4 separate regions of the Mus musculus genome follow, and all the other regions are linked to region 1. The links are chromatin contacts, called in public Hi-C, HiChIP or PLAC-seq and promoter capture Hi-C maps. All regions are on one chromosome and are shown on one strand. The core of a region is the stretch at or near the end of the contact, and the rest is flanking DNA. Distances in the headings are between cores, read along the strand shown. Region 1 holds the start of Insig2 (insulin induced gene 2). Region 2 overlaps Steap3 (STEAP family member 3). Region 3 holds the start of Steap3 (STEAP family member 3). Region 4 has its middle 35 kb from the start of Steap3.

Region 1 (6,401 bases), core at 2,484-4,983:
CTGGGCTGGGAGAAGTAATTTCTGGGTCCTCTTAACGTGTAAACACGTACAATAATCTGGTTGGTCAAACACATAGGAAGTTCCAGGGAAGTATTCATTACCTCCTAGACAACAGTGAAGTTTCTTTTCAAAGAAAACTATGTTTTATGGGCTGGGGAGATGGCTCAGAGGGTAAAGGAGCTTGTGATACAAGCCTGATAGCCTGAATCAAATCCCAAGATGGAAAGATTTAACTTCTCAAAGTTGTCCTCTTGTTTCCACATGTGTGCTGTCTCATGCAAGCCCCCCACCTCAGCCCCTTCCCCCTCCACCACCACTGATGACCAGTCATAGCAAATTAAAAATTTTTAAATAAAAATTTAAAAGCACACTTATAATCTCAGCATTAGCTAGGTGTGTGGGGTATGTTAAAGGCTCTGGGAACAAATACAGCATAATTTACTTTAAAGATTCTTAAGCTATTAACACTTTTTTGAAACAAATATACCTATATTTTAAGTATTATTCTTATATAAAAATGAAATTAGGTTCTCCAAAATTTTTAATCTTATTGAAAAACTTAGATCATAAAAAGTATATATATATTTTTAAGCTAATACCTCAATGGCTCCTAATGAGTCAATGGTAATAAATAGGCCAGTGTTTTTAATTCCCATTGTACGAAATCAGATAGGCTAATATGTCCTTTTCTTTTCCTGTTTGAAACAGGATTTCACTTATGTAGTCAAGGCTGGCCTCAAATCTCTTGATTCTCCTTCCTTGTTCTCCAGAGTGTGGGGATTAGACTTGAGCCTCCAAACCTGGCTTAACTTTCCAAGATGGCCAGTCAACCTAACAGGCAGCCATGTCTGGGCTAACCACTTTGTCTCCATAAACAGAGTTCCTTCCACCTCTCTGCACAAACACCACACAAGCATCTTAGGTAACACATAGGAAACTTTTTTTTTTTTTTTTTTTTTTTTTTTTGGTTTTTTCGAGTCAGGGTTTCTCTGTATATCCCTGACTGTCCTGGAACTCACTTTGTAGACCAGGCTGGCCTCGAAGTCAGAAATCTGCCTGTCTCTGCCTCCCAAGTGCTGGGATTAAAGGCGTGCACCATCACCGCCCTGCAGGAAACTATTTTTAATGTCCTCATGAACTACTAACTCCAAAACAATGCTTTCTACAATTTAAGAGAACACTTGACAAGAGGACATGCAGTAAGTATTCTACCTTGAGCCCTGATCTACAGTTTCCATAAAGTGCATGAATGAACACAGAAAAACAGTTTGCATAGTTTAGCTACTAGATCAGTGACAAATTATCAAAGCTGAAAAAATACTACCCATGTGACTTAATAGTGATAATGGATTCATAGCATTGCTTTTAGATAGACGAGAGGCCTAAGTAATTCTAGAGCACAAGCAAATCAAAGTTTATGTTCACCATCAAGATCATGCTCTCAGGTAAGAAGCATTTGAGAAAGTATAGAAGTGAAATATAGGAACTTAAGACCTAGCTGGAATTTAGGCTTCTTCTGTTTTTTGGGTTTTTTGTTTGTTTGTTTTTTGTCTAGGTCGTTGACCTCAAACTCAATATATAATCAAGAATGACGGTGAACTTATGATATGATTCTCCTGCCTCTACTTCCCAAGCACTAGTATATCCATCACGCACCACCACACCTGGTAAATCAAGTAACTTAACCATTTAGTTGCAAGCAAACAGGATTATTCATTTTTCAATAACTAGTGTCACATTGGTAAGTTTGCATTCTCAGATGAATCTCTCTTCTGAGACTGGGTTAGATACATTAACAAATAAAAATGTTAAATTACTACCACCACCACCCTTTTTTTAACACATGCTGTGCTCATTAGAACGGCGTTCACAAAACAGAATACGCATCAGCAGGACAAAACCGCAATTCCATGACATGCTTTAACCCTCCTTAAATAAAAGCATACAGATATGACTCTCAAAAGGTGCGTTAGAAGCTCTAGGAAGAAAAAGTGCCGTTGCTCTTCTCTCCCCACATTAAAACCCAAACACAGAAACCATTAAGCAAGCAGCAGTCACACAGCGCACTGCTTTAAACAGAAAGCACAGAAAGCTTAGTCCTTAAAAAATGTTATCTACTGCTTGGTGATAATTTTCTACACACAATAAAAACAGTGTTTTTACTGAACTGTCCTTTATCTTTTCCTTTTCAGTATCTCTATCTAAAACACAATTATCCGTTTTTAAAGCATCAAATTTCCCCGAATACAAAACGACTCATAGATTGGTCATTTCATAATAGATGCGAGCTGAATACTATGAAAACAAGTAATATCAGCGGTTACAAATCCAGAAAAAACGATGGAGGAAGAAAACATCAGTCATTGTTTTTCCCCCGCAGGTCATTAATTAACAGGGGACACCCCTTTATTCATTTTCATTCAGTAGTTCACTGTCTGGGCCAAACCCCAAAGCTAGGGGGGAAGGGGGGGCAGAGAGGAAGCCCCGCATGGAAGCCTTGGTTTTTTTTTTTTGTTTTGTTTTGTTTTGTTTTGTTTTAATCCAGAACTGGAGACTGTCTTTCATTGCTGTGGTCACTGAAACCAGCCAACATAAGTGTCCCAACAGTCAACTCAATTTGCTCTTTCTCCAAGAATTTCCTCATCAATCCTACAAAACAGTAAACACTTCGGGGTATCTATTTCACCCAACGACATAGTTCACACTACCCGTGAACAACTTTTCACTTAAGTTTTAACTCCTTTCGTGTCCCTAAACGCCATCCTCAGCAAAGCACTGTTTTCCTTTACCAGCCGGCTCATCCCCAAAGAACGACGCTAAAGCCCCACTTACTATCACCAACCGACTTCTAGGCCCTGGCAACAACTGCTTGGCAGCACCCACTGATACATACCTAAAAGGTATTCACTTCCGATTCACAATCCCTACTCTTCAACTCAGGAGTCCTCTTATTTCGGTAGATTCTAAACTTCCTACGGTTATGTACCTAATTTCCATCCATCTCCCATACAAGCCTGAGTCTTCCTCCCAGACTACAAGGCACCGAGTCCGGGCAGGTGTACACTAGACAGCTGGCCCATCTCTGTCCCCAAACAGACCTCCAGGGTCGCCCTTTCCGCTGTCCTCCAGCCTTCTTCCACTCTGACAGTCTTCCACTGTCCAGGGACCTCGGCATCCCCCAAAGCCTGTCCCTCTATGAGCCCGCTGGTTTTTCCCTAGATCTCGCTGACCTCTCTCCAGGTAAGCCGGGGACCCCTCGCCCCAGCAGGCCCCACCTGCGGGTCCTGGATCCCCCAACACCAGCTAGGAGTGTTGCCAGCCTGCGACGTTAAAACATAAACAGCTCCTCTTCCCAAAAGCCACCGCCGTCCTCGAGCCGTCCCCGGCCAAATAAGCTCACCTGAGCTCTGCCCGGAGACCCCCAGTTCACCCCCGCCTCCGCCATCTTCAGGGACCGGCCCCCGACCTACTCCCCTCCCACAGCTCCGCCTGAGCCGCACTGCGCCTGCGCCGCCCGGCGGCTTCACGCTGACGGTAGGGGCAGAGGAGCTTCCGGTTGCCTCTGCGCGCACTGCCTCCGCTCTGCGGAGACGGGGCAAAAGGACTTCCGGTGTGCCGGGCACTCCGGGCTGGAAGGAGGTGGGGACCCTGTCTGGGAGGAGGAGAGGCTGCGAAATCAGCTGTTGTTGGTGCCCTCGGGAGTCAGAGGTTCTGGATGGGCATCTGGACTCTGTGGGCGGAGTGAGGGACTCGTGCGCGCACGCACGCGCAGCCCGAGACTCCACCCTCTGCGTGGGCCGCAGTTGCCAGCCGGGTGACAGGCTCCACGGTTGTCGCCTGCAACTTCTTCCCGCCTTGGAGTGTGCCTCAGTATCCTTTCTGAATACGGATTAAAGGCAGCTCTTTGCATCAGCTCTCGAGAGACTTGGGTCAAAGACCAAGCAACACAAAACCTTATCACCTCTGTTACTGTCAAAATTTGACTTAAAGCGCTTCCTTCTTGAGACAGGGTCACACAGTGTATGTAGCCTTAGCCGGTCTGAAGCTACCCAGGTAGACCAGGCAGACCTCGAGAGCTACTTGTCTCTGCTTCCTCAGTGCTAGGATCAGAAGTGTGCGCCACCACGCCCAGCTAAGACCTTCCTTTTAGAACTGGAAACCATAATTAAGAGAATGGATAGTGTGCACGTTGGAGATGGTGCAGATGAGCTGTTGTTTTGGATGGAAAATGGTACAGAGAAGTTTTGTTTTCTTTATTCCTTGAAGATTTTAAGGACTTGAAGTTCGAGTGGGGAAGTGGAGTGCGAATCCGGGAGATGTGTCAGGGAAGTGGGGAGTAAATATAAAAATGCATTGTATGAAGTCCTTAAGGACTCTTTTTTTTTTTTTTTAAAGAAAAATTTCATACATATACAATACGTTTTGATCATTTTTCCTGCCCACCACTACATTCCTCTACAGAGTGTTTTTAAAGGCTAATAAGTGGCTTGATTACCACCTCTGGGCTGTTCACTATATCATCTTTTGGGGAGCTTAGCCAAAAATATATTATGCTTGTGGTCTGATTGCATTGGTCTTAAGGAGAGTTTTGTAGGAACTATGGGCCTAAAGTAATTGCTATAATTTAGCAAGAGAATGTCATTTGGTTAAATGCCTTTGTTTTCATTTACTTTGAACTAACAATCAGATGCATCTTTAACAGTTTCTGATCATTTTATCAACACATTTATTTCTTAAAAATAAGAGAAACTAAACTTGGACCAAAAGACTCAGCATGTAATAATATGGCTTTTCATGTATTTCTAATGGTTTTTGTCTAGCTAATCTTAAATTTAATTCCTGCAGGTTTTTATGCATAGTAATTGAAAGCCTAGGCTAATTATGCTGCACAGATGAAGAGTTTTATAAGGAAAAATAAAAATACACATGGGATAACCCATATTATCCATGATATGATATTTTTGTCAACTTGGCAGGATTGAGAATCGCTATGGGAATACCTCTGGGTGTATGTCTGAGGGATGTTTCTAGAAACATTTCAGGAAAGAAGGAAGGAAGAAGCACATGGATGTGAGCAGCCCCAATGGGGTCAAGAGCTGAATAAAAAAGAGAAAGCTCACTGAGCATCAACACTCCTCTCAGTTTCCTGTTTCTTTCCTGTCTCTTCAGTCAGTGTGACCTCACTCTCGCCTCCATGCCTTAGCTATGGTGATGGCCTGTGTCCTTCCTTAATGGGAGCCAAAATAAACCCATCCTCCCTCAAGTCCTTTTGCCAAGCATTTGTTTTTCACAGCAACATGAAAATCCAGAACAAACTGATGTCAGGGTATGACTTAAGAGGGCGGTGAGATCATATTTATTTTGGCTTACTTTAAAGTTGGTTCTGTGCCATTGGACTGCTGGTGAAGACTTTTTGAAAGTTCAGTTGTGTCTCAGCACTGACTCCATATGTGAAGTCAGGTCCAATTGGTCCTTTTTTTCTAGGTTTTTCTTTTTATAGATATGAAGTAAAATAGTGAACCTGCTAATTTTTAAAGTCCTTTTAACCACTAGAAATATCAGTGATTTGATAGTTCTGCTGTTGCCCTGCCCCAATAATACTTCTTGTTTGTTCTTTCAATGAGAGAGACCATTGGGCAAATTAGAAAGAATAAACACTGCAGCTAAATATAAGCAAACATCCACAGAAGTCACTGGGCTGCTTTTACTTCCCTAAAAGCTTCATTTACTTCTACAAAGCAAAAAAAACAGTAAGAACTTTTGCTTCTTTGAGATTATAAAATGAATCATTTACAAGTTCATTTATCTCTTCTACAACTTCAACCTGAGCAGCTAGCAGACATCTTCAGCCTTAATGGTAATTATTGTATGTGGGCGGATACTTCAGTTAAGGTTCTGAGAACCTGGCACTTGGAAATCTTACTCAAATAAAAAGCATCGAGACAGTAAAACCAAAGAACATGGCAGGTTTTTCTATTCAATGACTGGAACCCCAAATTCTAAAACCTATCTTATCTTTCTTTTATGGTAGTGTTTGTTTGTTTGTTTGTGGTCATATTTGAGTCAAGAGCTCACCGTGTAGCAGGGGCTGACCTGAAATTCACTATGCAGGCTAGGCTGGCCTTGAACCTGTAGAGATCCTTCAGCCTCTGCCTCCTAAGTGCTGGGGTCACAGGGGTCATGTGTCTGTATCGCCAAAGCTGGAGGTTTTAATGTGAAATACTGCTTTTGTTTGGCCATAGCTTCTCTAATGCCAGGCTTATGGAAATCTGCCCTAGTATGGGGATATCAACCACTGTAGTAGAACCTTTAAGATATAGGCAGGGCCTAATAAACAGCAATTATGCAATCTGGGCTCCACTCATGAATGGGGTGATTAAAGACTGGTATGAGTGAATTCA
Region 2 (6,401 bases), core at 2,144-4,643, 1.1 Mb before region 1:
TAAACAAAGGACAATTTTAACTATTGTAATAAAATGAGGTCTCTTTAAGAATTCAAAAAAACAATATTTGAAGACTTTTGTGGTTGAACGTAACAGTGAGGGAGGGAGGGAGGGGAGGAAGGAGGGAGGGAGGCAAAAACACGGGGAAGGGGGCTGTGGAACCCCCTGAAGAAGAGCATGGGGCCACTGTGTTTTCTGGGTGCTCAGAAGGTAGGTTTTCTGCCTACAGGCGACAGGGTAAATGAAAAGGGTCCCTATTATTCTCCTCAGGGACCAATTTAATGAAGGCAGGCCTGGGGCACATCCAAGGGGAGGGTTGCCCCAAGAAGAGGATTCGATGGTTATTCTCTGCAATCTCTAATGCTCCCCCCCACCCCGGACTGCCCAGACAAGTGTCCACTCCACGGAGATGTCCAAATTAATGATGGAAAAGGCGAGAAGGCACAGTGATTTAAAGGGGGGGTCACCAGCAACTTAATGGAGAGGAAACAATTATCCTCCTCCCGAAGACCAGGTTCATTAATGGCTCTGGAGAGGCGGTGACTTCACACCTTCGCAGAAGGATCAATTTGCAGGCTCCGGTGGTGACTCTGGACTTTCAGGGGGTGGGGAAGAATCTTCTCAGCTCAGCTAGGATCAGATGGGGCAGCTTCAGACCCTTCCCTGAAGAAAGGACGGACCTGAAAAAGCTCCTGCATAGATCCCAGGGGGTCTTGCTGAGCCTCCCCACGCACGCCCAGGGAAGCAGCAGAGTCCAGACCTGGTTCCCTGTTCACTCGAGGCTTCTTTCTTAGCCCTGGGATGGGGGTAGGCGGCACCAGAGGCATTTCTTGCCCCAGCTTTGCACCAACTTTAGGATTCAGCTAATAAGGAGCATAGAGATTAAAGGAGAGAATCCAACGAAAGACAGTTTCTCCTATACCAGAGTGTCTGTCTGCCTCTGTAGATACCACAAGGGTGGGATCTGCTGTTCAATGTGTGGCATTTGCTTTGAAATGCTTACGCTGAAATATAGGGACCCACTTTTTTTTTTTAGCTAAGTAAGAATAATAGCAAATCTTATTATATGTGAAATATATGTAAGTACATATCACATGTATGGGGTGTCATTCTGAGTATGTCAGTTTACACCTGCATCCCAGGAATTAGGATCTCAGCCACCCACGCATATATCATCACCTCGCTGTGCAGCATCCAGAAAAGAGACCCGAACCCAGCTCAGGGCCCCCACAAGCCATCTCCACTTCCAGGGCCTCACACGTGGCTTGTTTTCTCCCCCTGTGTGTGGTCGCCGGGCAGCATGAACTTGACAGCCCCATCTTTCTCCCAGCCCCTGCGTATCTTGGTGAGTCTGCGGTTGAGGCAGGGCAGGAGGAAGAGGCCCTTGGCCAGGATGATCACACAGGGCAGGAGCAGCGTGAGTGTGAATGTGGGCGGCAGGTAGAACTTGTAGTGGTTTTCCTCAAAGGCACGGGTCCAGCCGTAGGTGAGTGTGTGCATTGTGCTGAGTATCAGGGCCACGAAGCCCAGTGTGGACTGTGGAAAGAGAGAAGGCAGGAATGAGAGGACGGCCCCTGAGCCCAGGGCATCTCTGGGTCAAATCCCAGCTCCCTGTGCCAACTTGGAGGAGTCGATCTTCTCATTTTCCCATGTAAGTCCCAGGAATGAACTTCAGGTTGTCAGGGTTGGCAGCAACTGCCTTGACCACTGAATCATCTTGCTGGCCCTGGCCACCATCCCCTCCCCTACTTCTTGACAGGGCGTCTCCTCTTCTAGTCTACCCTCAAACTCAGTATGTAGCTAAGGATGACCTTGACCTCCTCATCTTTCTACCTCTGTCTCACAAGTGCTCTGTTGGGAAGAGAATCCAGGGCTTCATGCACATAAGGCTAGCTCTACTCCTGAGCCATAGCCCCAGAGCCCTCTGCTCTTCTTCTCTATGATGCTATGATTGCTTCCTAAACTATCTGGGCCTGCATCCCTGGCTGAAAACACACCAGGCTAAAGGCATATAAAGACTGACCCCAGCAGATCTGACTGACTGACGACCGTGCTTTCTGTCCTCTCTTTTGCTTTTTCTTTTCTTCCAACAACACTGTTTGGAATTCTGATGACTCCCAGAAAACTTTTAAGTGGGATTATACTGAAAGAGCTTAAGAACAAAACACTCTACTGATTTCATGTATATTTTCACATATATTAGAATAGAAACAAGATCTGCTGGCATATCCACCAAAATTTTACAGATAATACTTAGCTGGATTATAAAGGAAATTCATTATCAATTGTCTTAAGGAGAAACACAAAGTAGTTAAGAATGGTGGTGAGCTCCAGATAGAGGGAGAACATCATTCAGAAGGTCACTCCTTGTGATGTTCCAGGCTAACATTACAACAAGCATTTTCCAAGGGCTGCCCACTGTCTTCATGGGCACTGCCTTAGTGTGTGTGTGTGTGTGTGTGTGTGTGTGTGTGTGTGTGTGGGTATGTGTGCATGTGCAGGCTGAGGCTGATGTCAGGAATCATCCTTGCTCACTCTTCCACCTTATGTATTGAGGCGGGGGTCCCTCAGTCAAACCAGAGCTTGCTGACGAGCCTAGTCTCAGTAGCCAGCTTGCTTAGGGTTCCCACCCCCACCTCCTGAAGTTGGAATTGCAGATATGTGGCCCCCCTGTCTACTCAGCATTATGTGGGTTGTGGAAACCAAAACTCTAATCCTCAAGGTATGTGTGTAGCAAGCATTTTAACCATCTTCCTAGATCTCCTCCCACTACATTTTTAAAAGTTCAAATAAAATTCCCAAATGCAGCCAGGCATATGCCTTTAATCCTAGAACTCAGGTGGCCAGCCTGGTCTACATTTCGAGTTCCAAGTCAGAGAAACCATGTCTAGAAAAGCCCCCCCCTAAAAAAACCCAAATACAATAAGACCCCCTGCCTCTCTCCATCTGATTTTATTTCTGAAAAATCAGTCAATCAGAGGCTGGTTTCGAACCGATGCTGCACATTAATGTCACCTGGGAAGCTTAGTGGAAACAGGAGTCAGCCCCACCCTCAGAAATTCAGATTCAACTGGTTTAGGGTGGAGCGCAGTCATCTGTTGTTTTTTTTTTCAGAGTTCAGCAGATGATACAAATGTGTCACCAGGACTAAGCCACTAATTTTGGAAACCCTCGCACCCACACCCTTCTAGCTGGAGGTTGAGGAGCCCACGCAGGGCCCCAGGGTGAGGGCCCAGCTCCAGCCCCTCTTCAGATCCTGAACCACTGGCTGCACGCAGGGGCAGTGTCTCCTGCATGGTCCGATGAAGCAGCAATAAGAACTCACTCAGGCCTAGGATGTGGCCTCACAGGAGGTCGGGTATCTCTCCCAGGGATACACCCTGTGTTTGACCCACGTGGGTCAGTGTCTTAAGCACTGAGGGACAAGCATGCTGGCCCAGCATGGAGACCTGCCCAGGGTCCAGCAGCTACATCTAGCATCTCCTATATCACTCCTTTTGTTTTCTGAGTTAGTTCCATGATACACGTGGCAGGAATCCTAACTTTGGGCCAGTAGTTTCTAGCCAGGGCCGACAGCCAGAAAGCTTTTTGATTTTCCAACCCTGCTGGGAAGCCTGGATGTTTTCAGAGAATTTGTTTTCTTTAAAATTCTCTCTGTCCTTGGGAACAGTTTTTAAAATTTCTAGAGGACCAAAGGAAATTAGAAGGAAAAGTCTTGTCAAGAAGCCATTAATAACCCCAGCCCCAGACACGCACACCAAGCTAGGGCCATTTTTATTACACAGAAGCTTGTTAGCCGTGGGTCCTGCTGGCACTCAATTACTACAGCATGAAGGGGCTTTGGCCATCGCTCACCAAGTCAGGGTCAGGCTGGTCCTTGTCATTATTTCAGGCGGTGGCTGCATCAAGCAAGGTCAGAGGAATCGCCTATAACTCAGGGACAGAACTTGGGGTTTCAGGGCTACACCCTGGTTTCTGCTCAGTTGTATTACGTCCTCCTGGACACTTTACAGTGATATAGAATTTAACTGATAGGGAGAGTCCAATACAGCTGATGCTAGATAAAAACAAACACCACCCCACCCCACCCCCAACAAAAAGAAACACAAACCAAAAACTTTGAAAAGCGCTCTGGAGGGCTGGGCATATAACTCAGGAGCAGACTGCTTGCCTGGCATGTACAAGTTCCTGGGATCTATCCCCAGTGCCTCATAAACAGGGCATGGTGGTGCACACCTGTAATCTTATCATTTGGGTGACAGAAGCAGGAGGACCAGAAGTTCAAGGCCATCCTCAGCTATATAGATAGCCAGTTTAAGGCTAGCCTGGGATTCATGGGATCCTGTCTCGAAAAAGAAACAAGCAAAGGGAGGAGTTGCGGGTCTAAATCAGCTATCAGACACTTGCCTAACATGCGCAAAGGCCCGATGTCATCGCAGTACCACAGAAATGCATGTGATGGCCCATGCCTAATCCCAGCACTTGGGAGCTGAGGCAGAAGGGTCAGGCACTCATTCAATGGTTTTCTTTACTACATAGCTCAAGTTTGAGGCTAGCCTGGACTAAATGAGACTCTGTCCCCCAAACTGAACTGAAACCAAACCAAACCAAACCAAACCAAACCAAACCAAACCAAACCAAACCAAACCAAACCAAAATGAAACAAACAAAATAAGACCAAACCAAATCGGACCAAACCAAACTAAACTAAACATAACAAAACAACACCTGAATCACTTTGGAAACAGAAGGTTAAATGCAGGCATATGGGATCTTTTAATGGGATCAATATTTCAGTGGCTCTCAGATCAGCTAAACAAAGCATTCCCGGCCCAGGGATTGGCCCAGGGTCTTTGGAACACCAATAGGTTTCTAAATCCGATAGCTCCTCACTGCACGTGAACTTGACAGGAGTCAAGAAGGCCAGCTCTTCCCTTGAAAACCTCCCATCTGTTATTGGGTACAGAAAGCCTGCCTTTTACGTGTGTCCACTCATAGTCCTGGGTGGGGACAGGGACAAGCGATGAGACAGAAGCTCCAGAACATGGAGATAAAGTTTATCTGGTGAACCAGGGAGGCCAATGGGTGCTTTGGAGCTGATCCTGTGTTCCTGCCACTGGAGGGCAGCATGCACGCTTACGGGTCACCTAGACTTCCAGGCTGTCCCTGAGCATTTTATCTGAGCAGGAAGCCTGATATCTGTATCTCTCCCGAAGTTCTTTGTGGCTTTAGAGCCTTCCCCAGATGGTGGCTGACAATAAAGTTTATGACGTATTTCACATGCCCAGTGGACAGCCAGGCATAACACAGTGAGAGACAGAGACAGTAGCAGTTGGGAGTCAGGTCTGTAGCATGCACCTGTAGTCCAAGAGAAAAGGATCTTGGAGCCCAAGAGTGCAGTGAGACCCTGTCCCCAGAAGAAACCGATGGCCGATGCTTTTCAGAGATAGTAGGGGCGTGGCCAGACACCCCAAGAAGAGGAGCAAGGTGCTTTCCCTTCTCCTCTCACCTGCCTCACAAACATTTCTCTTACAACATTAATTTCATTTTTCAGGAGTGTAAATTGAGGGTTGGGGGCAGGGGCATGGGCATGGTCTGCCCACATGCACAGAGCAGGTGGTGCTGGAACTGGCCTCAGGGCGCCCTGGCAGACCCTCCTCCATACTAGGGCCCTCAGGAGAGGGGGCTGAGGTATCTGAGGCTAGAGCACAGGCGTCAGACACCCACAAACGAAACCCTCGCTTCACTCTCTTCAATATGTAAAGCAAAGCGTGACTTCTGGAGCCCTAGCCGGCTTCTGCTAACAAAATCAAATCCAAAGGCTTCCTGCAGCAGCCAGAGCTGGAGCATGTAATCTACAGCTGCTTAAGGAAAGAACTTTCTGGAAAGGGAAGCGACCCACAGCCTGTTTTAATTGTGACCAAACCACATACCCGGGATACTTGAGGCGGGAAGAGAAAAATCCAAGATTTGGGTATGAGACAAACAGGGATTAGTCCCAGATCAAGAAAAGTCCTTTCCTCCCCACCCTCTTAGGCCAGCGTGCGTCAGCCCTGAGCCCTCCTCCAGGGGCCTTCTGGGAGAAGCAGAGCCCTTGAAATTCACAGCCATGCTTTAAAAACCAACCACAACTGTTTGGTTCTAAGGTACACTAAGGGTCCCTAGTCACAAAGAATTAATTTGGATTACATAAGAGCAGTATTCTGTCACTGTCCCTTTGAGTTTTTGATGAACAGAGAAGCTACGACAGGTTTTGGTTGACAGTGGGGATGGGTATGAGGCTGTGCTCTGCCCTGATACAACTGGCAGGAGCCAGGATGAGCCAGCCTCCATCCCCCGGAGGGATGAGTTGATCTGCAGGTTCTGACCCTCCTGGGCTTCATAAAAAATAGCGGGAGGTG
Region 3 (6,401 bases), core at 1,900-4,399, 1.1 Mb before region 1:
GGTAAAGTGGTTGCCTAGAAAGTATAAAGAACTCGAACTCCCCCACACCCACACAAAAATCGGAGCATGGTGGCATGCACTTGTGATCCCAGTGCTGGGGAGGCAGAGACAGGATGGTCTCTGAGTCAGTTGGTGAGATCCTGAAGGTGACACCTAATGTCACCCTCTGGGTCCACATGAAACCCCCCAACACACACATGTGAGCACACGTTAGGAGCATACAGACATACATATACACAGACTCAGTATATACATGTGAGCACACATACACACATGAGTACACACATATGCATACACTTTAAAAAAGGAGGAAGAAGAGAAGGCTCCCAGTTCCTCTTTAAGATAAAAATAGACATTTTTGTCCTCTGATCCCTTAGGCTCTCTGTCACAGGGATGGACCAAGTATACAGTGCCATGCACCTTCCCTTAGAGTGCCCTTCCCACGTGTTTATGGCGACATTAAACCTAATATCCTCTGATATGAACTTACAACCTTCAGGCTGGTGGAGGGAATAATAATGTCTATAAAATCGTTCTGGGCTGGGAAGATGGATCAGGGGTAAAGAGCATGCCATGAAAGTACCCCTAGCACCCATATACATGCCAGATAGGAGTGGTAGCCTGCCCGTAATCCCAGAGACTGAGACAGAGGATCTCTGGGTAAGACTAGCAAAATTTGGGAGCAGTTGTTTCTAGTGACAGTCTCTGCCTCAATATATATGTCAGAGAGTGATCGAGAAAGACCTCTGGCCTTCACATGAACGTGTCTATATGTGAGTTCACATGTGTGAACATACAGACACACAAGTGACACACACACAAGTCCTGCTCGTTATATGGACCTTGATTTATGGTGGCGTGGCAGCCAGCAAATCCACTGTAAATTGATGATGCTGTGAGTTTAAAATTCCTGGGAAACATCCAAATTCACAATTTGAAGAACGGTTTCCACTGAACAATGTTGGTGTTGTACCTCCCCTAAAGTTGAAAGATCCTGTGTCAAGCCATCATTAAACAGGGGATTGCCCACACAGCCTGAATGAAAATTACACCCTTGCTGTGCAAAAAGAAGAGATTCCCAGGGACAACGCCTTCTCCCTCTTTCTGACACATGACTTCCCTAAGTAGTAATCCAAGGTTTCCTTGGGGGCATAAGGCTACTGAGGGAGGCAGCCAGCATGTCTCTCTGTAAGTGTCTGGTCCCTGAACAACCCAAATCCTCAGGGTCGAATGAGAAGAGATTAGAAGACAAGGGCAGATCTCACTGTGCAGCAATACATGACTTTGGATGTGTGTTGGGATATGACCTACAGAGGATGCTTCTACTTTATGCATCATAAACTAAGGCCCAGACAGGCAAAGGGAGCACCTCTCGGTCCCAGAGCTGGCTCTGCCTTAATCTAGTCTCAGCATCCAACTGACATCTTGGGTGGCAAGGGCAGAGGCTCTGTATGTGGGTGCTACAGATGTCACCTGGCCAGCACCAGGTTCTAGATTTAAGTCTGTTTCCTTCCTGTGTCCTTTATCTTCTCTCTGAGCTGTTGGGAACAATTTCCCAGTCCCTCTTCTTGCTGTTCCTTTAGAGTGTGGCTGTCCTCCATCCTGGGTCTTAAGTAGGCGTTCACTTAGACCCAGGCCTTTGTTCCTTCCTAGGCTCAGAGACCACAGTCTCTTTCCTTGCCCAACCCGTGTCTACCTCCCAAGGTGAGGTGAGAGAAAAGAGGCTACCAGTCTGAAATTAGCATGTAAAATGTAGTGGCAGATCTGGAGATGGAGGCTGATTGGTAGAGAGCTTATGGAGTATACAGGAAGCCCTGAGTTATATCCCTAGAACCATACAAACATCGTGGTAGTGTGTATTTGTCATTTCCATATTTGGGCGGTAGAGGCAGGAGAATGAGAAGTTCCAAATTGTCCTTAGTTACATGATGAGGTTGAGACCAGCTTGGGCTACAGCAGGCTCTGCCCCAAACAAAATAAAAGCTAATGACATCAAACATGTCCTAAGTGGCACACTTCTGTTTTCTCTGTGGGCATCTCCCCTATCAGATGGACTCTTACAAACATTTTGCTGTTACGTTTCTTGCAATACTACCTGGGATTGTTATTTAGACATCATAAAAATCATTATTTTTTTTTAAAAGGATGGCAGTTTTGTGCCTGCCGAAGAGGAAACAAAGTCCATGCACATAAGCCAGGCCTCCCCCCACACACACTCACTCACACACACACACACACACACACACACACACACACACACACTCACTCTCTCTCACACACACACCCACAGACACACTCACACACACACACACTCACACACACACTCACACACACACACAGAGACACACACACACTCACAGACACACACACACACACTCACACACACACACTCTCACACACACAGACACACACACACACAGACACACTCACACATACACACACACAGACACACACACTCATGCACACAAGTTTGATCTGTTAGAAAACAGCATTTTCTCTCCACATCACTTTGCAGAATAAAAGCAAATGAATAATTGATAGAGCTTTTACAAACATCTAGCTTTTCAAATCCTTCTAGAAAAATCCAGTTCGATTACTCGCAGCCGGCAGTTCTGTGTAAAATTTATAATTCCCGACGGGCCCACATTCCTCAGAAATACATCATGAACATTAATTTTTTTTTAAAGCAACACACACTAAAACCCACGAAGCCGCTGCTTTCTCTGTGTGTGCAAACCAGAGCCCTGCACTCTGAAGAGGCTCTTGTGTTTACTGCCTGAACGCCCTCCCTGAGAAGGTGGCCCTGAAATACACACAGCAGACAATCAATCTCCTGCTTTATTTTGACAAGATCTTATTCTACTGTGCTCCTTGCTGCCAGGCTGAGGCTGTGCAACTCTCAGGGAAACACTGCTCTCTCTGGGCTCTGGTAAAATCTGCAGACCTTCAAAGAACAGCACTCTCAAGTGGACCAGAGGATGGCGTACTAGTAAGTGAATCTGGTAGCTGCCCTGGAGCCCCAACAGACTTACCAGCAACAGGTGACTGCGCCATCTGGCCTCAGGGGAGGTCTGAAGTTTTAGAATGCCCAGACAACCCCGCTGCAAGTCGCCTCTTCTGACTAAAGTCTCCACCTTCGGCAGTCTGACTGGGGTTTTTCAGAATTGGGACGGCCACGGGCCCTTCTAGGGCGTGGGTAACTGGGACACCTCCCCTCTCAGTTTGCCCACCTACAGCTGGCCACAGGGACTGGCCCCTGGAGAGGTGGCTGATGTTCGGTTAGAGAGTGCCCTGAGAGAGCAATTCTGCGGGAGACTTCCTGTTTGGGGAGGAAACCTCACTGAAGTAATTAGTGGCTCAGACTGCAGAGTCTTTGGTACAGGAATTGAGGCAGGATGGCAAGCTGAAGCCAGGATGCATAAAATGAATAAATGTCATGGAGAGGTTGGGCAGAGACACTGAGACCCTTGGAGGTACAAAGCCAGCATTATGGTAACAGAAAGTAGCGAATGATCAATTTCTAGGAGGGTAATTCATTGCAATCACCATGGCTGTTACAGGCTTCTCGAGAATTCTCTCAGCAGTTTGTGCTGATAGGGGGATCTTCTTTGTCACCACATGCCAGACAGTGCCTATAGCAGAAGATGATGGACAGACCGCTCTATTATCATTTCACTGGAAATGGTAGATAAGGGCACACGCCCACTCGCTGCTGGCTGCTGACTGCTGGGTTCCAAGGCTTTGAGGGCAGCCCAGAGTTCAGGAACGGTGCTGTCTGGGCTTGTGTATGGGCATATCTGACTGTCTTCAGCGTGTCAGAACTAGCAAACTTGCAGCCCAGTGAAGTCTGTTGCTAAGCACACACGTCCCAGTCTGTGGCTTTATAAGGACCAGCAACTAGAGCAGGTCCATATTGCTCTGACTGGCAGTCCTCTTATGTCTGTCCCTAACAGTAAAGCCTCTTGGGGGTAGGGCTAGATTCTGGAATCACATGGAGTCCAGTGCAGGCCAATACAGAGACTGGTTTTGTTTTCTCTTTCTTCATGCCCTGACCTGTGACTCTCTTGCTCTTGGCCTGCTCTTTCCATCTGAGTTTGAATATACTCCTGACCCACCCAAATCCCACTTCCTTGGAAATACAATTCCCTGTTGTCGGCATCTATCAGCTCCTGTAGTCCTGGACAACATTTACCCACTCTGAATCAACAAGTAAGGCTAGGTTAGCAGTTGGTTGCCCTAAATATGAACTTGAGTTTAACCGCATGCTAACAGTGTGACCTTGGGAAGGCTTCTTTCCTACTCTGAGGGTCTCACTTAGACCAGGTTGGTCTTAAAGAAAGACCTTGAACCCTTGATCCTTCAGCCCCTGCCTCCCCAGTACTTGGGATTACAGGGATACTCTACTATGTCCAGTTTATGTGGGTCTTTGGTTGGAGCCCAGGACTTCATACATAATAAGCAAGACTTTGGACTTTGCCTACATCCCCAGTGTTCCCTATTTTGACCATTAAGTAAAACAGTGACTATGGAAGCCCTTAAAGACACAGGTTACTCAGTGTTTGCCTGTTGTCTGAATCTGCTCTCTGTTGCTGGGGTACCATGTGATCCCTGGACAGTATCAGCTGAGGATAGAAACCTGTGCATCACCCCTAGTCCCTCATTCTGAGCTGTGCTCCCTTGATGCTGGAAGATGCCTGCGGAGGCAGTGGGGTTCAAGGAGGACTCTCCATCACCAGTGAGCCCCAGAGTCACCCAAAGCTCTGAGCAGCAGGATTTGGGACAGAATTCCTGACTCAGTACAGGAGCCCTTTAGCCTACTGTGTCCCAGACAAGGTTGCTGGGTGATCTCCAGGTCCCCTTAGAGTAGCAGTTCTGAGAGGAAGGGACACTTCCCCAGGAAAAGACACCTGCTGGGTGAAGTGGAAAGGAGCTAACATACTCTCTCTGTAGTTCCTTAGGGTTCTACCTGCTCCCATTGGGGCTTTGCTCGGGGAAAACAGAGGTGCATTAAGGTGTCCATCTCTAGCCACAGAGCCTGGATCTCTAGGAGTAAGGCTTTCCAGAATACCACCCCCAGCCCAATCAAAACTCTTGATGTCTGGGCTCCAGTTGCTTCCTCCCCTTCTAGCTCTGACCAGTCAGGAGCCATCCCTCTAAGGACCATCCGAGGGACTCATGTCATCTTTTACATTGGCTCAGTCTTCGTGGGGGCACTGGTTTGCTGGACACAACCACTGCTTCCAGTTTGCTTCTGACCCTTGCACAGGCAAGGCTGGTCACCCAGACAACCGAGCACTGGCTCCTTGTCATATCCCACACTGTTCAGGTCAACTCCACCAGGAGGGTCTGGGTCACAGCCACCTAGAACAAGTTTGCCCTCAGAGACATCCAACCTCACTGTTGGGGTTCTGCCTCCTCCATAAGCCTGCCGGGAAGAATGACAAACCTCCACCCCACAGGTAACAGGCGTCTATAGTATGGGGAGGTGGTCACTGTGGAAGGCCTGCTCACCAGCCTCAAGAAGGCTTTGCTCTCTTCACAAGTGCTGGGATAACCCACTCCACCCTTCACTGATCTCATACTCCTCCACATCCATGCCATTGGCTAGTGTGATGCTCTTGGGACTGTCTCCTTGTTTGGACAAGCTTAATCTCCTAAACTGAGAACTAAAGAGGTACAAAACAAGCAATCAGAGCTGGAGAGCAGTTCAGTGTAAGAGCGCTTGCCCAGAATGCTCTAACCCTGTGTTTAGTTCCCAGCATGGAAATTAATGTATAAGCACCAGGCTGCTGGCATGAAGCGGAAGACAGACCTGACTACGGAACGGTGATATCCATAGTTGCTCCTGTGGGTGACCAAGGTGACAGGTAAAGATGTGTTGTTTGGGAGGGCTAACTCTTCTGGTGGAGGGCTTTTACACTGTAGGGGCAACTGGGCAGAGGTCTACTCAAAACATTGCTCTGGGGGGCCAGGCACATGGAAGAGAGGCCTTTCTTTACTTGTACTTGGTAATACAGAGGTTTCAGATGAGTTTGGAAGTGGAACAGCTGGGTAGTACTGCCAACTGTGCTGGTCTGAGTGCCTGGCACCTAGTGAGCGCTCTGCAACTGTTACTTGGACGAGGAAGCACGATTTGGACAGACCTAGAGTGAGTGGCAAGGAGTCTCTGGTTTGGGATTGAAAGAAGAGACTGAAGGCTAGTCGGCCCTTGGAAAAGTCATGTGGTTGGGAGGATCACACCATTGCTTGGGCCAGGCTCGGGTGTGTGGGGAAGCTAACCGCTCAGGAATGAGGACTGTCATTTCAGGTGGGATGGCATCAGTGCACAGCAGGCCAAGGACAGGAAGGGGGTGAGCTGAAGCTCTCTGTCAGAGGCTGGGTGGGACAGATTATAGGCCCAG
Region 4 (6,401 bases), core at 1,963-4,462, 1.0 Mb before region 1:
TGAGCCATCCATAGTGATCTCCAAACTCAGCAAGACACGATACAGTGACACAGAAAGAGGTACAAAATTGCCTTTGTGTTTCCCAAAGTGGAAACATTGCAGTTCTTCAGCAGGAGCCGGGAGGATTTCTTTGCTTTGTGTGAAACACAGAGAGCAAAGTAAGTACAGAGAGAGAGAGAGAGAGAGAGAGAGAGAGGGAGAGGATTTGAATAAGGAAGCCACTGACTGGGGAGGAGGGAGGGGAGGAGGGGAGGGGCTTCTTTACATCTTTCTTTTCCTCATTCCGTCTCCTCTGATGCCTATTGAAACAGATTTCATGATTTAAGCAGAAGACAGAAGCACGCTGGTACAGTCACCCTAGTGGCTTCAACAACACCGTGGTTAGAATTGTCAAGTTGGGAGGACCTAGAATTATCCTTGGCTGTGACTCAGAGTGGGTTTCTAGATTGGGCTGATGGGGGTAGGAGATTTACCCTCAATGTGGGCTGCACATTCCATGGGCTGGGAGGGACTGCATACAAAGGAGAAGGTGAGCCCTCAAGGAGACACCATATTCCAGCCTCCTGAGGGTCCCCTATGCTTTGCAGACAGCTTTTCTCTCCGTGTTTCTTGCTGTGTGTATTTCCTTGTCCCTAATAAAAGCCTTTCTTTATGGGGGGGAGAGGGAGGGGGAGACAGAGATTGATCAGCAGTAATCATCTCTTTCTGCTTCCTGACTGTGGATGCCATGTGACCAGCTACCTTACACCCCTGCCATGATGGATCGCTTATATTCTCAAACTGTGAGTCAAAATAAACTGTTTGTTTGTTTGTTTTTTTATTTGTTGTTTTTCAAGACACAATTTCTCTGAATAGCCTTGGCTGCCCTGGAACTCACTCTGTAGATCAGACTAGCTTCAAACTCAGATCTGCCTGATTGGGGCTCCCGAGTGCTGGGATTAAAGGTGTGCACCACTAACATCTGGCTAAACTCTTTCTAAAGCTCCATTTTGTTAGTTATTTTGTTGTAGTCATGAGAAAACTGATGCAACTGTCTTAGCTATGGTTCCATTGCTGTGAAGAGATACCACGACCAAGGCAACTCTGATAAAAGAAAACATCTAACTGGGACTGGCTTTCAGTTTCAGAGGTTTAATCTATTATCATGATGGGAAGCACAGCTGCATGGAAGCAAACATGATGTAGAGACTACATCTGGCTCTGAAGGCAGCCAGGAGGAGACTAGAATATCACACTGGGAGGAGCCTAAGCATAGGAAATCTCAAAGCCCATCCCTATACGGACACACCATACCCACAAGGCCACACTCAGTCCAGGAAGGCCACACCTCCTAATAGTGCCACTGCCTGTAGGCCAACTATTCAAACACAAGAGTCTATGGGGGAGGGGGCAAACCTACTCAAACCACCACAGCAACATACAATAAATAAGGCGAAGGGACAGCCAATGCCTCATTGTGGGGCTTTCTGTTACTGGTACGACACAGAAATCACCTGACCATCTTCTGCACATGACTATGAAAACGCTGTCTCTCTCATGGAGTTTCCCAACCAGTCAGAAGGTCTTGCTCAGGTCAGTGAGATGGCTTTGTGGATAAGGGCTCTTCCAGCCAAGCCTGATGACTTTGTAAGACCCCAACCTTCGGTCATTGGTATTACTTTGAGGATCCCCCAAGTGAGACCCTGAAATGCAGATCGATGCAAAAGTAAGAGGTTTATTTTCCAGTGTGCCTACGTCGACCTTCAATTAGTCCCTCAAGGCAAGTGACTAGAAGGCCACCCCAATGGCTATTACAGGTTACATCAGCAAGGTTACAGATCAAAGTTATTGGCTAAGCATATTGACCTTTAAATCTATTGGCTAGCAAGCATGACACGCATTTGAACTCTACCTGGGACTTTCCATATGGTCAGGTGACTATCAGTCAGTACATTCTGAGATTTTTTTTTTTAACTCTAGAATATTCCTCTGGGTGGAGAATGAAACTTGGCCTAGCCTTGTCCCTAGGCGGGAGGGCGAAGCTGTAAGGAGGGACAAAAGCCCTTTAGAGTCCCTCAACTTGAGTTCAAATCCTAGAAGAAGCAAGGGAGGAGGAGAGAACCGATTCTCACAAGCTGTCCTCTGAGTGCCAAATGCTTGCAGCTGCATGCATACTCCCACAAAATGTCTTTCTTCACCATTGGTTTAGTGGAGGTCCACTTACTTCTTGCCTGAAAACCTCTGTTGGGGGCCATCTTCCAGGATGATAGGGACGTTCTCACAGGATCCAGACCAGCAGTGCTTTGGAGCAGGCCCAACAGGAGGTCTGTTTATCTTCTCACAGTTCAGCCTTCCAGCTGAGACCCTGGGTGGGCCATTTGACTCCTATCCTTCCGTGCTGCTTTGACCTTCTTCCTCTAGCAGCTTCTGTTTGTCTGAGGCCACAGGATCAGCCACCCCACCAGGAGAGGAGAAAACAAGCATCGAGGAGGCCAAGCTGACTCTATTACAGGCTTAGAAGACTAGGCCTATATTTCTGTTTCCAAGAACTGGGCAAATCCAGGCAAGTTCAGGCCTCAGAAGCTGCCCCACCACCCAAGGCAAGGACAGTGTGTCAGTGGCAGTTTCCAGACTTTCTCAACAACAGTTTCCAGACTTCCCCAGCAACAGTTTCCAGCCCCCCCACCCCTGCCCTGCAATGATTCTGGGATGTCCTTAGTGATAGAGCCAAGATTAAGATAGAGGTCACTTACCCTTCCCCAGAATTTCCCTAATGTGCTTTAAATCAGGCCTGTGAGCTCACTTCAGTGTCTCTCCATCTTTGTAGGTGGTAGACCGACCACAGCATGCTGGACTTCTGCAGAATAAAACACTCTTTACATTTACATACTATTTGAACCTGGAATATCACTCTTAAGTGAATCATGGTCCCTTACAGCAGGTGATTGGGTGCCCCTCCCATTCTTCACATACACAGAGACAACACTACGATGGTAAATGTCACATATCACTTTAATATCATGACATCACCACAGAGAGGACCAAGCCACATGAGCCTTGGGGGGCAAACCACATCTGTTGTAGTTTGAACATGAAATGTTCCTTACACATGTCTGAATACTTGCTTGTTGGCTGGTAGTGCTGTTTGGGAAAGCTGCCAAACCTTTAGGAGGTAGAGGAAGTATGCCACTGGGGGTGGGCTTTGAAGGCTTATAGCTTGACCTCACTTCCTGTTTTTCTGCTCTCTGCTTCCTGACTGCTAGTCTGACCTCATGCTCATTCGGTTTGTTTTGCTTGTCCTGCCATAATGGACTATATTCCCCCTGAAAGTGAGGTAAAGTAAAACCCATATTCCCCATGTTGCTTTGTGTCTGATATGCTATTGTCATTGAGACAGAAAAGTAACTAAGGCAACACTCAAGCCAGGCAGTCTCCATAGGGCTTCAGTGGTAGCTTCCACTTCTGTTGCTCTGTTGTCCTCTGCTTCTTTTGAATTCCTCCATCTCTCCTTCTCTCCCTTCCCCTTCATTCAAGGCCACACACAGCTGTATGTCTGCCTCTGAAGAGTGTGAGCACTCTGTTGAGGCAGTCAGTATCCCCGAGTCCCTGTCCCCTGACAGAGATTAGGAAATGGGTGCATCCCTCCTTAAAACAAGAACAAAAAGCAAACGTTCTGTCTTTCTTTTCATTTCCCTCTCTCTCTCTCTCTCTTTCTTTCTTTCCTTTTTTTATTTTTATTTTTTTGAGGCCAGGTCTCCCACATCCTAGGCTGGCCTCAGACCTATTCTGTAGCCAAGAATGACTTTGAACTTGCATTCCTCCTATATCTCCTTCCCAATTGCTGGAATTACAGTTGTGTGTCACCATGTCCAGTTTTATAGAATGCTGGTGATCAAACCCAGGGCTATACACCTTGTAGGCAGGTGTTCTGCTGACTGGTATATGTCTCCAGCTCCTCCTTGCTTCTTTTTGTTTTAACCTAAAATAGCTTTTGTTTTGTGGGGTAAAGATGGATCAATATCACTGCCAACAGCTGTGGCTTGACTTTTTTATTTTCCAGTTAACAACCACTTTTTAAAATGTTTAGTTTTAAAAATTAATTGATCTATCTATCTATCTATCTATCTATCTACCTATCTATCACCTATCTACCTGTGTCTGTGTACTTTTGTATGTGTGAGGGCACAGGGCACATGCACATCATGCCTTGCACATGGAGGTCAGAGGACAACTTGGAGGAGAGATCTCTCCTTCTACCATCTGAGTCCTAGGATTTGAACTTAGATCCTCAGGCTTGGTGGCAAGTCCTTTCATCCACTAAGCCAGTCCTTAATTATTTCTTGGCGTCGCCTTAAAAAGCAGAATGTCTACTGCTGGGGATGTAGTTCACTGGATGGGCACTTGACCAACATGCCTGAGTCCTCCGTTCAATCCCTAGCATGGGGTTGGGGGAGCAGAAGTTGTTCCCTTTGTTCCCTCTTGTTCTTTGCCTGTCCTTGCATTCCTCGGAGAGCAGAAGCTGTCTCAGTCTTCCACCTGTGAACCTGCCTCCTTCCTGGCATCATTAAGACAGGATGGATGGCTCAGCTGCACACCCCGTGCCTCTGCAGCCACTTGATGCAGCAGAGAGCTTTGCCCTTGAAAGACAATCGTTTCAGGATGATAGAACAGTACAGGCTGAAGTCTTCCTTTTGGAGCCTTAAAAAAGGGGAGAAAAATATAAGAATGAACACATGATTAGACTTGAAGAGAAATCAGGGAGACCTCTTGGCTCATGTGTATTCAGGATTTCCAACATGGGAGTAGATGAGGGGCCTAGAGGTCAAGTTGGGGGATGCAACCTTTCCTCTTTGTAGGTATACGTGTGAAAAGAGTACACTTTCTTATCACACAAACATGGCTATTTACAACATGTACATTAAGTTCCAAGTCTACAATTAAACCAAGACATACTAACAACCCCTGATGTCGACAACATTAAAACAGTATTTTTGATGTTGTTCTTTTGAGATTTCTCTCCTGGATGACATAAATAGCACTTGTCTCTCTCTATAAATTCCCAAGAACACACCAAACTATGTTTCTATTCAAGGGTTCACCCCAGAAAACCAGCGAGTTTATTAGGCTTATTTACAGAGGTGTTGCTTACAGAAGCATGGGTGACCCCAAAGCAGTACACTGGGTCTCCCCGCAGCATGGATAATGGTTTCTCCAGAGCTGCATAACTTCATGCAGTATGCACACTATGGAGCCATTCTGGATCCCGAGGCAGACTTACATGTGAACTCTCCTCATGACGCTCTTCTGTCAGAGACTGTTAACAGTCCATCGTGGTGAACTCTTGCAAAGCAGGTATAGCTGGTTGGTCTGTGGATAATGGCGGCTGTTTTGCTTGGAGAACTGTTCTATTAGAACCAGCCATAAACAAACGAGAAACTAAAAAGTCACCACCAGGTTTTCACAACCCTCACATTTCCCCATACTCACACACCTCCATCTTACCTAGATGGAGACTTTGTAGACCAGGCTGGCCTCGAACTCAGAAATCCACCTGCCTCTGCCTCCCAAGTGCTGGGATTAAAGGCGTGTGCCACCACACCCGGCTGAAACACACTTATTAGAAAAAAATGATTAAACACTATACTCAGATGCAGAATTTCACTAACAGTAGGCCACTAGCCAGCAGTAGCTATGACTTTTGCTAAAAGTGAATGGAATTATAAATGCAATTCTTGGGTCACACTGAACACACTTTAAGGGCTCAACAGTCCCATGTGGCTGATGAGGGACATAGATATTTCCATTGGGACTGTAAAGCCTTTTGGAGCGTATTCTGGCACGTAGCAGGCAGAGCAGTAAGAATCATACACAGAGGTGTGTGTCAGCACACATGTGTAGTACTGTATCAATAAGCCAAAAGCTTAGGCCCCCAACAGACCACTGAACAGAAACGTCTTCAACAACAAATGTTATCAATGAGGAAAGGCGAGTCCACTGGAGGGACGGCTTGGCAGGTAGAGGTGCTGTTGTGGATCCTGGTGACCTGAGTCCAGCCCCTTGACCCACATAGAATAATTAGAGATCCAACTGCTGCAAGATGTCCTCTGATGTTCAAGCACGAAAGCGTGCTGTGGATGTAAATAAATAAATAATAAATCTAGAACAATTTATGTAAAAAGAATAGGTACAATAGATATGGAAAGAGATACAACTTGGAATACAGAAGAGCGTCCCATAGTATTATCTACCAAGGTATTATCAGAGGGGTGGTTTCCTGATCTTATAGAGGACCATAGTTAGGTTACCAGCACCCATTTCTGGCAATTTACGACCACCTGTATCTCCCACTTCAGAGGATATAGCACCCTCTTCTGGACTCTACAAGTACTGCATGTATGTCTCACACATACACAAATAAAAAT

The links. Promoter capture Hi-C pulls out the DNA fragments that hold promoters and counts their contacts. A called contact is a pair of places that touch in the nucleus more often than the background predicts. HiChIP or PLAC-seq counts read pairs in DNA pulled down with a chosen protein or histone mark.
Region 2: a Hi-C map of uterus shows a contact between it and region 1, with 3 times the contacts expected there. The contact joins the enhancer-like site here to the promoter of Insig2 in region 1. A contact is called at or near these places in 4 of 39 promoter capture datasets (cranial neural crest, embryonic stem cells, frontonasal cranial neural crest and 1 more), 1 of 484 Hi-C or Micro-C datasets (uterus), 4 of 115 datasets of contacts at active chromatin or transcription factors (astrocytes, bone marrow-derived macrophages, pancreatic cancer cells and 1 more) and 2 of 9 other capture datasets (adipose tissue and liver).
Region 3: a promoter capture Hi-C map of liver shows a contact between it and region 1, with 5 times the contacts expected there. The contact joins the promoter of Steap3 here to the promoter of Insig2 in region 1. A contact is called at or near these places in 10 of 39 promoter capture datasets (the 3T3-L1 cell line, 3T3-L1-derived adipocytes, the C10 cell line and 5 more), 6 of 484 Hi-C or Micro-C datasets (the G1E-ER4 cell line, the HPC-7 cell line, LSK cells and 3 more) and 4 of 115 datasets of contacts at active chromatin or transcription factors (the NIH/3T3 cell line, embryonic forebrain, heart atrium and 1 more).
Region 4: an H3K27ac HiChIP or PLAC-seq map of acute myeloid leukemia shows a contact between it and region 1, with 8 times the contacts expected there. The contact joins the enhancer-like site here to the promoter of Insig2 in region 1. A contact is called at or near these places in 2 of 39 promoter capture datasets (hippocampal neurons and pre-B cells), 1 of 484 Hi-C or Micro-C datasets (female germline stem cell-derived STRA8 germ cells), 1 of 115 datasets of contacts at active chromatin or transcription factors (acute myeloid leukemia) and 1 of 9 other capture datasets (liver).

Annotation. Positions count from the first base shown.
Region 1 is chr1:121,324,291-121,330,691 of GRCm38.p6, forward strand. It overlaps Insig2 (insulin induced gene 2), which reads right to left and starts at 3,734. Exons shown (of 6, transcript NM_133748.2): 1 at 3,401-3,734.
Region 2 is chr1:120,226,393-120,232,793 of GRCm38.p6, forward strand. Steap3 (STEAP family member 3) reads right to left here. Exons shown (of 5, transcript NM_001379355.1): 5 at 22-1,536. The coding sequence ends at 1,255. Among named protein-coding and RNA genes, the nearest start is that of Steap3, 29 kb to the right of the region's middle. Within about 2 kb of position 3,394, at least 17 of the 459 cell types and tissues checked have an H3K27ac peak or open chromatin away from gene starts, as enhancers often do. A contact at or near this core is called in uterus, where this site is marked.
Region 3 is chr1:120,255,729-120,262,129 of GRCm38.p6, forward strand. Steap3 (STEAP family member 3) reads right to left here and starts at 3,150. Exons shown (of 5, transcript NM_001379355.1): 1 at 3,033-3,150. The coding sequence starts at 3,054.
Region 4 is chr1:120,290,794-120,297,194 of GRCm38.p6, forward strand. No RefSeq gene overlaps it. Among named protein-coding and RNA genes, the nearest start is that of Steap3, 35 kb to the left of the region's middle. Within about 2 kb of position 3,213, at least 57 of the 459 cell types and tissues checked have an H3K27ac peak or open chromatin away from gene starts, as enhancers often do. A contact at or near this core is called in acute myeloid leukemia and pre-B cells, where this site is marked.